Linked DNA regions of Callithrix jacchus: region 2 is linked to region 1. A link is a contact called in public Hi-C data. All regions are on one chromosome and are shown on one strand. Each heading gives the region's core, a stretch centred on a gene start, on an enhancer-like site or on the middle of the called end of the contact. The rest is flanking DNA. Distances are from core to core; before and after follow the strand shown.

Region 1 (7,738 bases), core at 3,431-5,930:
TCATACAGTCATTGATATCTGCCAAGATGATGTCAAAAATCTAGATGAAAGAGAAAACTAAGCCAACAATACAGTAATCAAAAAGAGCAATGGGACTGGGCACAGTGGCTCATGCCTATAATCCCAACACTTTGGAAGGCTGAGTTGGGAGGATCACTTGAGGTCAGGAGTTCACTACATTGCCCAGGCTGGGCAATATAGTGAGACCGCCATCTCTACAAACATTTAAAAATTAGCTGGGCACGATAGTGCATGCCTGTAGTCCCAGCTACTTGCGAGACTGAGACACAAGATTGCAGTGAGCCATGACTGTACCACTGCACTCCAGCCTGGGCAAAGAGTAAGACCCTGTCTCAAGGGGAACAAAAAGGGCAATGGTAGAGGAGAGTACGGCTGAATGATATGCTTTGGTGTTAACAATGTAGTATTAAATATAAAAAATATTTTAAAATTCATCAAATATTTACAATCTTGTGACTTAAAACATATACAAAAAAAACACAAGACCATCGTAAAGGTACCAATTGAGTATTAGTAGTACAGTATTACGTATATACAACATTACAAGGAGTTTTGAAAATGCTCTGACTGGAAATCACGGAAACCACATTAGAACACTAAATTGTACTAAAATGAAAATGAGTTGGAGTTAACTTTATCTCACCATATCTATATAGAAATGGTAGGCAGCGTGTGGTGGCTCATGCCTGTAACCCCAGCACTTTGGGAGGGCAAGGCGGATAGATCACGAGGTTAGGAATTTGAGACCAGCCTGGCCAACATGGTGAAACCCCATCTCTACTAAAAATACAAAAATTAGCTGGGCATTCTGGTGGGTGCCTGTAGTCCCAGCTACTTGGGAAGCTGAGGCAGGAGAATCACTTGAATCCCAGAGGTGGAGGTTGCAGTGAGCTGATGCACTCCAGCCTGGGCAACAGAGCAAGACTTCATCTCAAAATAAGAGAGAAACAAATGGTAAAGCATGAGTTCCTAGAGGGTCAATAACTCTCTACATGCACCCTCAGTTAACAGATAATGCCTATAGTAAAAGGACACATCAATGAATCAGTGGGCACTAACCAAACAGTTCAAGTCTGAGAAGTCCAAGGCATCTTTCTATTTTTAACAGGCAAGGTCTGAGCCCAGAGTGGAGTGCCATGGCACTATCATAGCTCACTCTAATCTCAAACTCAAGCAATCCTCCCAACTTGGCCTCCTGAGGCTCTAGGACTACAGACACACCCCCGTACCCAGTTTTGTTTTGTTTTTTTGTAGAGATGGGAGTCCTGCTATGTTGCCCAAGCTTGTCTTAAACTCTTGATGTGAAGTGATCCTCCTGCCTGAGCCTCCCAAAGCACTGGGATTACAGATGTGAGCCACTGTGTCCAGCCCAAGGCACCTTTTGCAGGTTTTTCCTACCACAGTCACATCTGTTTAATTTCTCTTCTATCCTGATAAGCTGCACAAAAAAAGTTCAAGAAGTATGCATATTTATTCATTCTCTTTCATGGAATCCAGAAATTCACCAGTATCTGTTCAAATAAGGCCATCTTTCAAAGAGAAATACATGAAATAGATATAAAACATCTTTAACTTCAGAGCATTATGAAATTATATCATGTTAGTTTACAAGACAAAAGGATATGCTTCCTCCTGGAAAAGATCTACTATGATTAGCAGCCCGGGAAGGGGATTACAAACAGGAAGGCAGGGGCCCATTGTCCTTTACTTTGTACCCAAGACAAGACCACAGTGGGAAAATGGCCTAGAAAGCTTTGGCCTTAAGAAAGACTCAGTTGGCAGACTTTCTTGGACATTTATTCCCTGAACAAAATCAAAATGGCAAAGAAGAAAGAGAGAAAAAAGTAAAAGTGCATTCATATCTGGTCTTGAAAAGGAAACAGTCTGTTCTAAGCCTTAAAAGCTGTACTTAATTGGATAAATTTTGGAAAAACATTCATCAGAGCAGAGCAGCACACAGTCAAAATCTAGCCTCTGTCTCAGATTCACAATCAGGTCTGATTTTTATTTACCAAACACTGAAATTATTTTTAATCAAAAATGTTCAGATCTTTATACTAAAGTAACTCTAAAAATTAAAAACTTACAAGTATTTCTAACTTAGGGCATGGAATTTCAAAACAGACATTCTGTATCTTATATTAGTGTAATGCAAAAAACACTAGTATCTGTTGAAGCTACAGTTGATTCAACAAGTTTTAAAAGGAAAGCTTGATGACAAAAATGACAAAAATATAGTGTGTTAAGACTATGCTTAGCAAAACCTATCCAATGTTTTTAATTTATATAAAACATATATATATATATATGGCAGGGGGGAGGGGGTTATGGTTTGTTTGTGTGTTTTTGTCTGAGCCAGAGTCTTGCTGTTGCCCAGGCTGGCCACAAGCAATCCTGCCACCTCAGCCTCCCAAACAGCTGGGACTACAGCAGGCATGAGCCACCATGCCCAGCTATTTATTTATTTATTTTTGTAGAGACAGAGCCCCACTGTGTTGCCCAGGGTGGTCTCCAACTCCTGAGCTCAAAAGATCATCCTGCCTCAGCCTCCCAAAGTGTTGGGATTACAAGGCATGAGCCACCGCACCCAGCCCAAAATTTTTTAAATAGTTCGACCTAAGAAGTTATGAGAATTTTCCATAGGCCCCTGCAAAGGAAAAAAAAAATTATGAGATTTTATTTATTAAGAAATTGAATTTGAATGAAAGCAAAGGTCACAAAGAAGAAAGCAGGCATGCCATCTCTCCACATCCTACATCTAGGATGTAGGAAAGGACAGATCTACAGACTCATGCTGAACCCAGTTACTGATCATCTCCAGACCTGCTTTACACCAACCTAACTGCAATTCTCACCTTCCATCCTCAAACAACACATTCACAACTCCACTTGCTCCATAACCCAACAACCATGCCGACGTAATCAGAAAGCACCACCTCACTTCTTAGAGGAAGACAAGAACCAGATTTGGTTTGACTAAACTAAGGAGACAAAATGCCAGCCTTCAAATAAAATAACCACCATGCTATCACCTCTGAAGAGTTATTCAAATCTCATCAGCGCACTTCTATCAGGCTCAGACAGGCACATCACGACACAAAGTGGAATGTTCAGTGGTGGCAGAACAGCTGCCCAAAGCAGTAAGAGATATGAGCAAGGGATCTGTTGACAATCTAATTTCAGCTACCTCGAGATTCCACAAAGATGACAGCCTGAGTCCTCAGAAATGCAGCCGCAAGCCTCACCCACTATCAGAGTATTCTGGTTTACTTCTTCTCTGCAAGTTGAGCAACTCTGAAAATCTATCCATCCAATGCTGTATGGCTACTAGAGGCCTCCATACTGATACAGTGGCCTTAGCAATCCTCAGATCGCGGTTTGCACCTGTAAAGCATCATCGGACCTTCCACAGCCCCCGCAATGGACGCAGATGATGAATATAAAACACGGAATTTCACCCCAACAAGAATGGAATCTTGACGGCAGTTTACCTTGGAAGCTCATTTAGCAATCAAGGAAAACAAAAAAATGATCTGGAAGCTCCATTCTGGCGTTAGGGCCAGGAATGTTTTGTGTTGCCTGAACAATGACTAGCTTGCTTAAGCAGCCTCCCAACCCCCACAACTTGGCTTCTGGTCTGGCCAGTCACCCTGAAAGCTGCCAGGGCTGTCACTCGGTGCCTTCCAGCAACTGGACTTGGCTCCTAAAGGATTTGTCAGATCATCCTCCCAATATGGCTGCCTGAGTAATCCCAGTGCTGAACGCCGAGACCACACCAGCCTTCCTCACACCTGGCCAGCATCCAACAAGCCCCCTCCCTTTCCATCTCACCCCCCTTTCCAGGCCTCGAGCCCTCGGCTCCCCCAGTGCCAAGCGATGGCCCTTCCTATCTCCATCTGGCAAAAGGGCATAACCACCCACATTCCCAGCCGAAGCCCGATGCCCACCATAAAGGGGGAAAAGGGAGAAGAAAAAAAAACGATGGCTTCAAATGGAACGGGGCCGTCCCCCAGTGCTGCAACGTGCGTGGAGCCCAGAAAACCGCCGGGCAACGGCGGGTCTAGAGGGCGCTGGGCACAGCCGGGGCCTGGCAGCGCGGGCGAAACGGAGGGCCGGTGCGGGACACTGCGGGGGCCCCAGCTGGACGCTGGACGCCAGCCCGGGACTCGCAGCTGGCCGAGAGAGGGGTTCCCACCCCCGAGGGCGAGGCTCCTGCACCCGGCCCCCGCCCCGCGCTTCCTCCCCTCAGACCCCGCCCGGCCCCCGGCCCCCGGCCCGGCCGCTCCCCGCCGCGTGAACGGCCCCCTCCCCGGTCCGGCTACCGCGGCGCCAACCCCCTCCCGCCCTGCCGCCTCACCTCAGCCGCGGTGCGGACCGACGGGCAGACCGGGTCAACAGGAGCCGAGGCGCGCGGGGGCGCTGGGGGCCGGGCACCGACGCACCTCAGCGCGAGCAGCGGCCACCGCGAGCCGCAGGGCGCCGCTCCGTAGCGCCATCACGCAGCAGCCCGGCTCCGCATAGAGGTGGGAGGTGGGCGGCGGGCGGGAGTGCGCGAGGGCTGGAGGCCGGGGCGCGGCGACGGCCGGCGGTTACGGCTGCGGAGGACTGGGAGCGGCTCCGACGCGCGCGGGCGCCTCCCAGGAGGGCTGCCGTCAGACTGCCCCGCGTAGGTCCTCGCGAAACTCCGCCTGCAGTCGCCGGCGCGGGACACCGCCCCGAGCTGGGCCTCGGCGCGTCACCTCGGCCCGCCCCGGCGCCCGCGACGGACGGAGACTGCAGCCAATCACAGAGCAGAGCTCGGGGAAGCGGGCCAATCGCAGGGGGAGCCGGGAGCGGGGCGGCTGCCGGGGGCTGCAGGGACGCCCGAGCGCCCCCTGGTGGCCACGGGGGTCCGGCGAGGTGTGGGCATGCGAGCGCCCCCTGGAGGCCCCGGTGCCGGCGCGGTGTGGGGGTGCGGGGTTGGCCAAAGCCGGAGCCAGAGTTCCCTCCCGGGTGACCCCCAAGGGCGTTCGTCGGCATCAGCCGTGCCTAGCCCACCCCGATAATTCTCCTCGTCCGGAGACAAAAGATTGACAGAGTAGAGTGAGGCGGGGCCCAGGAGTCCAGATGCTCGCGGAGGAGCTGGGATCAACATGGGAGGCGTCGCGAGTGGAGTCATTGTCTGTCTGGAAAACATCTCGCGGGCGGAACCGGCCGAACGCGGCGCGGTGGGAGCGGAACCCCGCGAAGGGATAAGCGCATCCCGCGGGAAGCTGCCGGGCCTATTCTTACCGAACCCGAGCGCAACACCTCCCACGCGCCACCTCAGGAGAGAAGGCGGAATGAGTAATGGAAAAGCATGACTTGGTGGGCATTCCACTTGTCTCCTTGGGAGACCGCGGAAGGGCCGTGAAGAGAGGAACAAACGCTTTGCAGCGTCTCTGAGTTAATGAGCCCAGCCCCCTTCTGGGAGATGCCCTTGAAGGACGCATAGTGGAAATCAGAAACCCGGAGGACACAAAAACGCGACAGTGATTTCTTTAAAATCAGATTTAGGTTCAGCTCAAAATAAAAATCTCACTGTTCATAAACAGTTCAGTTCAGTTCAGTACGTAATACAATATCGTCTTCAGTGATAACATATGTAATTATCAGGCCCAGGCTGGCACTATTACTTTATAAGGTTGTGAAATGTTTTTTATTTACTAGCAGATGTTGAAAGTAAAATCAGATTCCTTCCCCTGAATTCAATACAGTATTATTTTGAGTAAAAGACATTATTTACAATTATATGCACTAAAACATCGAAATTAATTTTCTACACTAGTAATTCTGGAAAATCTCCACCACCACTCAAGTCCTCAGATTCTTCGCTTTTATTGATCTCTTCTCATTTTATTTAGAATTTAAACTCCACCTACCGGCAAAAGGATTTGACATAGTTTACACTAAAGGATACAGCAGTGAAATTGTATGGCATTAAAATAGGCGTAAAATTCATGATAATAAAAGAAACAAGTAATAACAGACTATTTTTTTAAAGCTGTTTGAATAAGAGGCATGCCTAGAAAGAATTTTTTTTTTTTTTTTTTTTTTTTTGAGAAGGAGTTTCACTCTGTGGCCAGGTGGTAGTGCAATGGCATGCTCTCGGCTCACTGCAACCTCTGCAACCAGGTTCAAGTGATTCTCCTGCTCTGCCTCCTGAGTAGCTGGGATGACAGGCACGGGCCACCACGCCTGGCTAATTTTTGCAGTAGAGGAGGAGTTTCACGGTGTTGGTCAGGCTGGTTTTTGAACTCCTGTCGTCAGGTAATCCCAAAGTGCTGGGATGAGCCACAGGGCCCGGCCAGAAAAATATTTTTTAAAATCAGAGTCAAGGAAATACGTTACCACTGAGCACAGAACTCAGCTCTGAGCTTCCTGAGGCTAAGAGAAAAATGAAACTCCAGTAGGTTAATAAACAGGAGCTCATCAATTCAACAGTAGACACCACTTCATCCTAGGTGGACCTGGTTGCGTAAGGACTGTGATGAGCACCATGGAGAGTTACAAAAACCTGCATGACTGTATTGCTTGAGCTCTCAGTGGAGCACAATCTAAAAAGAACCTAAAATGTAGCCAAGAATCTGGCACGGTGTCTCACACCTGTAATCCCAACACATTGGGAGGCTGAGGTGGGCAGATCACTTGAGGTCAGGAGTTCGAGACCAGCCTGACCAACATGGCAAAACCCTGTCTGTACTAAAAAATACAAAAATTAGCCGGGCGTGGTGGGCATACCTGCAATCCCAGCTACTTGGGAGCCTGAGGCAGGAGAATCACTTGAACCTGAGAGGCAGAGGTTGCAGGAGGCTGAGATTGCACCACTGCACTCCAGCCTGGGAGACAGAGTGAGACTCTGTCTCAGTGAAAAATAAAATAAAAATGAAATACGGTGAAGAGGGTTATCGGCAGGAGAAGAAGCCAACCAAAGGGCACAGAGCAGGGTCAATAAAGGCAGAGAAGGCTGCTCTAGGATCCAAGGCCAATCCGCCCACTCCACATAAGCCTTTTTTGCCTCTCTGACAGATGGAGTCACTCTGCTCAGCCAGTTTCTCAGATTACAAATTCTGTACAAAAGCATCTCTTTAAAATAGTAAATAAATTACTAGAAAATTAAATTTAGTCACGACCTGGTAGGACAGTTCTCTGGAATGCAAGGACATAACATCAGAAAATCTAGTAAGGTGACGCACTGCCACGCTCCTATCACAATCACTCTCAGGTTTCTGGATACAAAATCAATATACAAAAATACAAAGTGTTCCTTTTTTTTTTTTGAGAGGGAGTCTTGCTCTGTTGCCAGGCTTTAGTGCAGTGGCGCAATTTTGGCTCACTGCTACCTTCACCTCCTAAATTCAAGTGATTCTCCTGCCTTAGCCTCCTGAGTAGCTGGGATTACAGGCGTGCACAATCATGCCCAGCTAACTTTTGTATTTTTAGTAGAGACAGAGTTTCACCATGTTGGCGAAGACAGTCTCGATCTCTTGACCTCATGATATACCCTCCTTAGCTTCCCAAAGTGCTGGGTTTACAGGTATGAGCCACCGTGTCTGACCCAAACTATTCCTTTCTAATAGAAAGACTTTATTATTATTATTATTATTATTGTTATTGTTATTATTTTAGACAGGGTCTCACTCTGTCACCCAGGCTAGAGTGCAGTGGTGTGATCACAGCTCACCATAGACTCAACCTC
Region 2 (7,738 bases), core at 1,404-3,903, 42 kb before region 1:
TGGATTCTTTGGGTTAATAATACCTAGAAGATAAAAAATGTTTCATTTTATAAGTCACTCAATTACAAGTTCTTTAGTTAAACATGTTATTCTGTGTGTTCAAAACACCGCAATCAGTAAATTCATACCACTAAATCTGAATAGGGCAACTAAAAATCAACAGGCTGGGCTCAGTGGTTCATGCCTGTAATCTCAGCACTTTGGGAGTCTGAGGCAGGCAGATCACTTGAGGTCAGGAGTTCAAGATCACCCTGGGCAACATGGTGAACCCCCGTCTCTACCAAAAAATGCAAAAAAACTATCTGGCATGGCAGTACACGCCTGCAGTCCTAGCTACTTAGGAAGCTGAGGTGGGAGGATTGCTTGAGTCTGGAAGTTTGAGGTTGTAGTTAGCTATTATCGGTCAACTGCAGTCCAGCCTATTTTGAGATCCTGTCTCAAAAAGGGAGAAGGGGAGGGGAGGGGACGAAAAAATAATCACAGTTTTAAGAGGTAATTTATACATGGAACTTAAAAAACCAGACCAACAGTATTAACTGTGTGTTACCAGTATTCGGAACTGATCCTGATATAAAGTAGATGCTCAGTAAATATTCTGTGACAACCTCTATTCTCCCTAGTTAAGTTAGCAGTCAAAATTTGGAAATGAACCACATTACTATTTCTATTCTTTTTGGAGACAGAGTCTCACTCTATTCCCCAGGCTGGAGTGCAGTGGCATGATCTCATCTCTCTGCAACCTCCACCTCCCAGGCTTAAGAAATTCTCCTGCCTCAGTCTCCTGAGTAGCTGGGATTACAGGCACCCCACCACCATGCCCAGATAATTTTTGTATTTTTGGTAGAGACAGGGTTTCCCATGTTGGCCAGGCTGGTCTCGAACACCTGACCTCAGGTGATCCACCCGTCTCATCCTCCCAAAGTGCTGGCTGGGATCATAGGCATGAGCCCCCACACCTGGCCCACACTAGTACTGCAAGGCACCTGTTAAGCACAGAAATATTGGAACACATCGGAAATGGAGCTGGGTGCAGTGGCTCACACCTGTAAACCCAGCACTTTGGGATATCAAGGCAGGTGGATGACTCGAGGTCAGGAGTTTGAGACCAGCCTAGTGAACATGATTAAACCCCATCTGTACTAAAAATAGAAAAGTCAGCCAGGCGTAGTGGTACGTGCCTGTAATCCCAGCTACTCTGGAGGCTGAGGCAAGAGAATCATTTGAACCCAGGAGGCAGAATTTGCAGCTAGCCTGGGCAACAGAGTGAGACTTCATCTCAAGAAAAAAAAAAGTGAAAATCAGAAAATTATTGAATGAATCCAACCACTGTTTGAAAGAAGCTCTTTTTAAAGATCTTACTTGCTACTTCAGAAAAGCATTTGCTAATGAAGCACTCATAACAAATGTTCCTTCTTTTTTCTAGTTTTTTAAAATTTTACAGGAGTTGCCTCCCCTCAGGATCAACTCTATTATTTCTAAAATCTACGGTTGACAAGTATGTAAACGTGTATGTATGTGTATGTACGTAATGTAGTATACAGTGGAATCACAGACTAAGTTATTTTAGAATGTAATTAACCATGCTATCAGTATTCAGAACAGACCCTGGCCTAAAGTAGACACTCAGTAAATATTCTGTTTTTTATCCTCTCTAGGTTAGTTTGCAGCCAAAATTTGGAAATGAACCATATTACAGCAAAATTATTTTTTTGACTGAAATGCACGAAGTCTCACTGCCCATGTTAAGAGTGATTTCTCATGTCATTAATCTAGCCACATTATACTTCAGGGACTGACTATGAATGCTAAAACTTAATCTTTCTCCCTCACTCATACACACAAAGCTTTAGCTCCTCAAATTTCACATGAATCTTTATGGCATGCGGTCATGAAATCTCCTCAAAGACTGGACATCTCAACCAATCCACACTTTTGAGGCAAGGCCGTATCTTAGGCTATCAGTGAGATCAGGATTAAAAAATAAATCTGTCTCGGACAGCTGCTACTCAGTACACAAATAGCAACAGTTGCTATGGTTCTTAGGATTCTCTCTCTTGCTGGATTCCACTGGGTATAACCATGCACTTATGTTCCAACCTCAAATGCTGACAGAGTATTAATAAAGCTCACACTGTACATAATCATGTGACAAGGAGACATGGTTCTAGAAAGAACACCTCTCTACATACAAATGGTAATCCAAGCAAAGCAGTGTACTTCTAACCAAAGAGGTATTAAATACAAGATTTAAAAAACAGCCAACGTGCACAGAACACTTACTCTGAGCCATAAGTACTTTCTATCTACTAACCCCTTTTTCTCCCCCCTGAGACAGGATCTCACTCTGTGGCCCAGACTGGAGTACAGTGATACGATCACAATTCCGTACAGACTCAACCTCCTGGGCTCAAGTGATCCTCCCACCTCAGCCTCCTGTGTAGATAGGACCATAGCTTCATACCATCACACCCAACTAATTGTTTTTATTTTTTGTAGCGATGGGATCTCACTGTGTTGCCCAGGCTGGTCTCAAACTCCTGGGCTCAAGCCATACTCATGCCTCAGCTTCTCAAAGTGCTGGGATTACAGGTATGAGCCACCACACCAGAACTACTAACCTATTTTATGCTCCCAACCACTCAATAAGGCAGATGTTTCATTACCCCCATTTTACAGATAAAGACACCATCAAGAGAGGTTAAATAACTTATTAATGGCTCCAGACCTAGCTAGTGCCAGATTCAGGATATAATTTTGGAGAGGTTGGCTCCAGAGTTCACACTGTTAGCCAAGACACCATCATTTAAATGCTTATTCCCTAAATGCAGCATTGCCAAGGCTAAAGGTAGGAAGGCATTTTCATTGATACATGTGCACATGTACGTGTAAGTGGCCACCCCACTAAAATCATACTATACGCATTGTTTAAAACTCTCTTTATGGGCAGGGAGCAGTGGCTCACGCCTGTAATCCCAGCACTTTGGGAGGCCAGCCAAGGTGGGCGGATCACCTGAGGTCAGGAGTTGGAGACCAGCCTGGCCAACATGGTGAAACCCCATCTCTGCTAAAAATATAAAAAATTAGCCAGGCGTGATGGTGCACACCTATATTTCCAGCTACTCGGGAGGCTGAGACAAAAGAATCGCTTGAACCCAGGAGGTGGAGGTTACAGTGAGCCAAGTCTGCATCACTGCACTTCAGCCTGGGCAACAACAGCAAAACTCTGTTTCAAAAAAAAATAAAAATAAAAAACTCTCTTTATGGCCAGGCAATGGCGACTCATACTTACAATCCCAGCACTTTGGGAGGCTCAGGCAGGAGATCACTTGAGTCCAGGAATTTGAGACCAGCGGGGCAACATGGTGAAATCCCATCTCTCCAAAAATACAAAAGTTAGCCAGACATGGTGGTGTGTTCGTGTACTCCCAGCTACTGAGGGGGCTTAGGCAGTAAGATCACCTGAGCCCAGGGAGGTCCAAGCTGCAGTGAACCAAGTGGGAACTGAGGGCCGGGCATGGTGGCTCACACCTGTAATCCTACCACTGTGGGAGGCCGAGGTGGGCAGACCACAAGGTCAGGAGCTCGAGACCACACTGGCCAACATTGTGAAACCCCATCTCTACTAAAAATACAAAAATTAGCTGGGTGTGGTGGTGGGCACCTGTAATCCCAGCTACTCGGGAGGCTGTAGCAGAAAAATTGCTTGAACCAGGGAGCTGGAACTTGCAGTGAGGTGAGATGGCGCCACTGCACTCCAGCCTGGCAACAGAGCCAGACTCCATCTCAATAAATAAATAAATAGGAACTAAGAGGATTGTAGTTCCTAAAACATGAATGACCACACAAATTCTACCAAGAAAACGGAAATGAGTGTCATACTGTGTTAGTCAGATTCTAGGTTTCAGTAGCTCAGCAATAAGAACAATAATGAGACAAGGCATGCCCTCTGAGGTAATTCTCACCCTCAAAAACATGGTGATAATGAACACTTCAAGCCTCTAGAAAATTTGCTTTCAAAAAACTTTTAGAAAGTGGCCCTCTGAACCATAAGACAGGGCCACAAAATAAATGATAAAGCTTTTTTGTGCGTGTGAGATGGGAGTTTTGCTCTTGTTGCCCAGGCTGGAGTGCAATGGTGGGACGTCAGCTCACTGCAGTCTCTACCTCCTGGGTTCAAGTGATTGTCCTGCCTCAGCCCCCAAGTATCTAGGATTACAGGCAAATGCCACCACACCCAGCTAATTTTGTATTTTTAGTAGAGACAGAGTTTCACCATGTTGGTCAGGCCAGTCTTTAACTCCTGACTTAAGGTGATCCACCTGCCTTGGCATCCCAAAGTGCTGGGATTACAGGGGTCAGCCACTGTGCCTGGCCAATAAAGCTTTTAAGTCATATTTCACTCAGCCTTTTAGCTACCAATTCTACAAAGAATGACTGAAAGACTACTCCAATCTTATACCTTTGTTCTCTTTTCCTCAGTAAAAAAAGAAACAAAGAAATAAACAAAAACTACACTAATGAGTTAACTTCCTCAATTCACACAAAATCCTTTTCTTCTTTGTCAATATTCCTTTCTCCCAGACCTTCGAAGCTTCTGAAACTAATAGATTTTCCTAACTTACATCTTCAAAACCAAGCTGCTTTTATTTTTATTTTTTTTTTTAGACAGAGTCTCACTCACCTTCCCAGGCTGGAGTGCAGTGGTGTGATCTCAGCTAAGTGCACCCACCGCCTCGCAGGTTCAAGCAATTCTCCTGTCTCAGCTTCCTCAGTAGCTGGGATTATAAGCACCTGCCATCATGCTCAGTTAATAATAATAATTATTCTTATTATTATTATTATTATTATTTTGAGACAGAGTCCCACTCACCTTCCCAGGCTGGAGTGCAGTGGTGCAATTTCAGCTCACTGCAACCTCTGCCTCCTGGGTTCAAGCAATTCTCCTGCCTCAGCAGCCTGAGTAGCTGGTACTACAGATGCTCACCACCACATCTGGCTAATTTTTAGTAGAGATATTGGTCAGGCTGGTCTTGAACTCCTGACCTCGTGATTCGCCCACCTCGGCCTCCTGAAGTGCTGGGATTACAGGTGTGAGCCACTGTGCCCAGAATTTTTGTATTTTAGTAAGATGAGGTTTCACCATGTTGGCCAGGCTGATCTTGAACTCCTGACATCAGGTGATCCATCTGTCTTAGCCTCCCAAAATGCTAGGATTACAGGTGCGTGCCACTGCACCCACCCCAAGCTGCTTTTAAAATAATTGCTTCTGGCCGGGTTCAGTGGCTCACGCCTGTAATACCAGGACTTTGGGAGTCTGAGGCAGGCCAATCACCTGAGATAGAGAGTTCGAGGCCAACCTGACCAACGTGGAGAAACCCTGTTTCCACTAAAATTACAAAAACTGGCCAGGCGTGGTGGTGCACGCCTGTAATCCCAGCTAATTGGGAGGCTGAGGCAGGAGAATCGTCTGAACCTGGGAGGCAGAGTTTGCAGTGAACCAAGATTGCACCATTGCACTCCAGTCTGGGCAACAAGACCCAGACTCCATTACAAAATGAATAAATAACTGCCTCTATCAAAAACAAATCAATTTTTTTTCCCCAGACAGTGTCTTGGTCTGTCACCCAGGCTGAAGTGCAGTGGCTTAATCATGGCTAACTGCAGCCTAGAATTCCTGGGCTCAAGTGATCCTCGCTCCTCAGCCTCCCAAGTAGCTAGGCCTACAGGTGTGGGCTACCATGCCAAGCCAATATTTAAATTTTTTTGAAGAGACTCAGGGCTTTGCCAGGTTGCCCACGCTGGTGTCAAACTCCTGGCTCAAGCAATCCTCCTTCCTAAGCATCCCAAAGTACTTGAATTACAGGCATGAGCTACCATGCCTGGCCCAATATTCTAAACACATGAAAGAACAATTTAAAAATACTGTATTTGCGAAAATTAGCTGGGTGTAGTGGTGTATGCCTGTAGTCCCAACTACTTGGGAGGCTGAGGCAAGAGAATCGCTTGAACCCCAAAGGCAGAGGTTGCAGTGACCCAAGATATCGCGCCACTGCACCCCAGCCTGGGCAACAGAGCAAGACTTCGTCTAAAAGAGAAAAAAAAAAACAAAACTTTAGATGTTTTGTGACCTTGGGTATTACTGCACTTTTGTGTCTTCTAAAATTGAGGTAATACCTAATTTACAGAATTAAATGAGCAAAACACTTACACATATGTTAATTTTTCTTAAATAGGTATTTTACCTTGTTTTAAACTCTTGATATTCGGTAATTATAGTAATATTCCATTTAATCATTAAACCAAAATAAGAAGGCATGAGTTGAAGTGCAGAGACCAGATGACAGAACACGTCAACCACTGTAGAACATCTGGGAACTTTGCTTTCCATTTGTATAACCTAAAGACTCCCATAACAGCTACATTTTGCATAAGAAATCCATGAGTCCCAGTATCTGGTGTTGCAGGGGCAGCAAGAGAGATGAGTCCATTCCTACATCAAAAGCATTATGTCAGCTGAACATAGTGGCTCACACTTGTAATCCCAGAGCTTTGGGAGGCTGAGTTAGGAGGATCACTTGAGCCTAGGAGTTTGAGGCCAGCCTGGGCAACATAGTGAGATCTTATCTATACTAAAAACACAAAAAATTAGCCAAGCATGGTAGCATGCACCTGTAGTCCCAGTTATTCAGGAAGCTATGGAAGAAGGATCACTTGCGCCCAAGAGGCTGAAGCTACAAGTGAGCCACTAGAGCACCACCACACTCCAACCAGCCTGAGCAACATAACCAGACCCTGTCTCAAAAAAAAGCAAGCAAGAAAGAAAGAAAAAGGTAAGCTAACCTAAAAAATATTTCTAGAAAACATTTTAACAGATTTTACATATGAAGGGCCAGGCACAGTGGCTCATGCCTGTAATCCCAGCACTTTGGAAGGCCGAGGTGGGCAGATCACGAGGTCAGGAGTTGAGACCAGCCTGGCCAACATGGTGAAACCCCATCTCTATTAAAAACAGAAAAATTAGTTGGGCATGGTGGCAGATACCTGTAATCCCAGCTACTTGGGAGGCTGAGGCAGGAGAATCTCTTGAACCTGGGAGGCAGAGGTTGCAGTGAGCCAAGATTGCGCCACTGCACTCCAGCCTGTGCAACAGGGTGAGACTCTGTCTTAAAAAAAAAAAAATTTTACCCATGAAGTAGAATACCATAGAGCAGGGGTCCACACCCCTGCATCACAGACAGGTACTGTCCATGGCCTATTAAGGAACCAGGCCACAAAGCAGGAGGTGAGCAGCAGGCAAGCGAGCTGTCAGACCAGTGGTGGCATCAGATTCTCATACCAGCACAAATTCTATTGTGTGCTGCACATGTGAGGGATCTAGGATGCCTGCTCCTTCTGAGAATCTAACTAATGCCTGATAATCTGAAATGGAATGGTTTCATCCCAAAACCATCTGTCCCCACCCCCATCTATGGAAAAATTGTCTTCCACGAAACCAGTTCCTGGTGCCAAAAAGGTTGGGGACCACTGCTTTAGAGGCTTTAATGTGATCCTACTCTAAGTATCTAATGTTACCCTAGGTCCATTTATAAGCATGTAATAAACTCTGTAAGCCTTAATTTTGAATTTTCTTATCTGTAAAATGGGCATCATAATAATAATAATAATGATAGTGCCTAACTATACAGAACTGTCATTAATTCTCATGTTTTGGCTCAAGGCCTAGCATAAAGTAAATATT

What was found. Hi-C and Micro-C count contacts between places; a contact is called where the count stands out from the background.
Region 2: a Hi-C map of skeletal muscle shows a contact between it and region 1, with 4 times the contacts expected there. The contact joins the enhancer-like site here to the promoter of KIF1B in region 1. A contact is called at or near these places in 2 of 3 Hi-C or Micro-C datasets (both in skeletal muscle).

The regions. Positions count from the first base shown.
Region 1 is chr7:48,082,711-48,090,448 of calJac240_pri, reverse strand. KIF1B (kinesin family member 1B) reads right to left here and starts at 4,680. Exons shown (of 47, transcript XM_078330358.1): 1 at 4,379-4,680.
Region 2 is chr7:48,123,051-48,130,788 of calJac240_pri, reverse strand. It overlaps KIF1B (kinesin family member 1B), which reads right to left. Exons shown (of 47, transcript XM_078330358.1): 3 at 1-23. Among named protein-coding and RNA genes, the nearest start is that of KIF1B, 41 kb to the right of the region's middle. Within about 2 kb of position 2,653, at least 1 of the 16 cell types and tissues checked has an H3K27ac peak or open chromatin away from gene starts, as enhancers often do. A contact at or near this core is called in skeletal muscle, where this site is marked.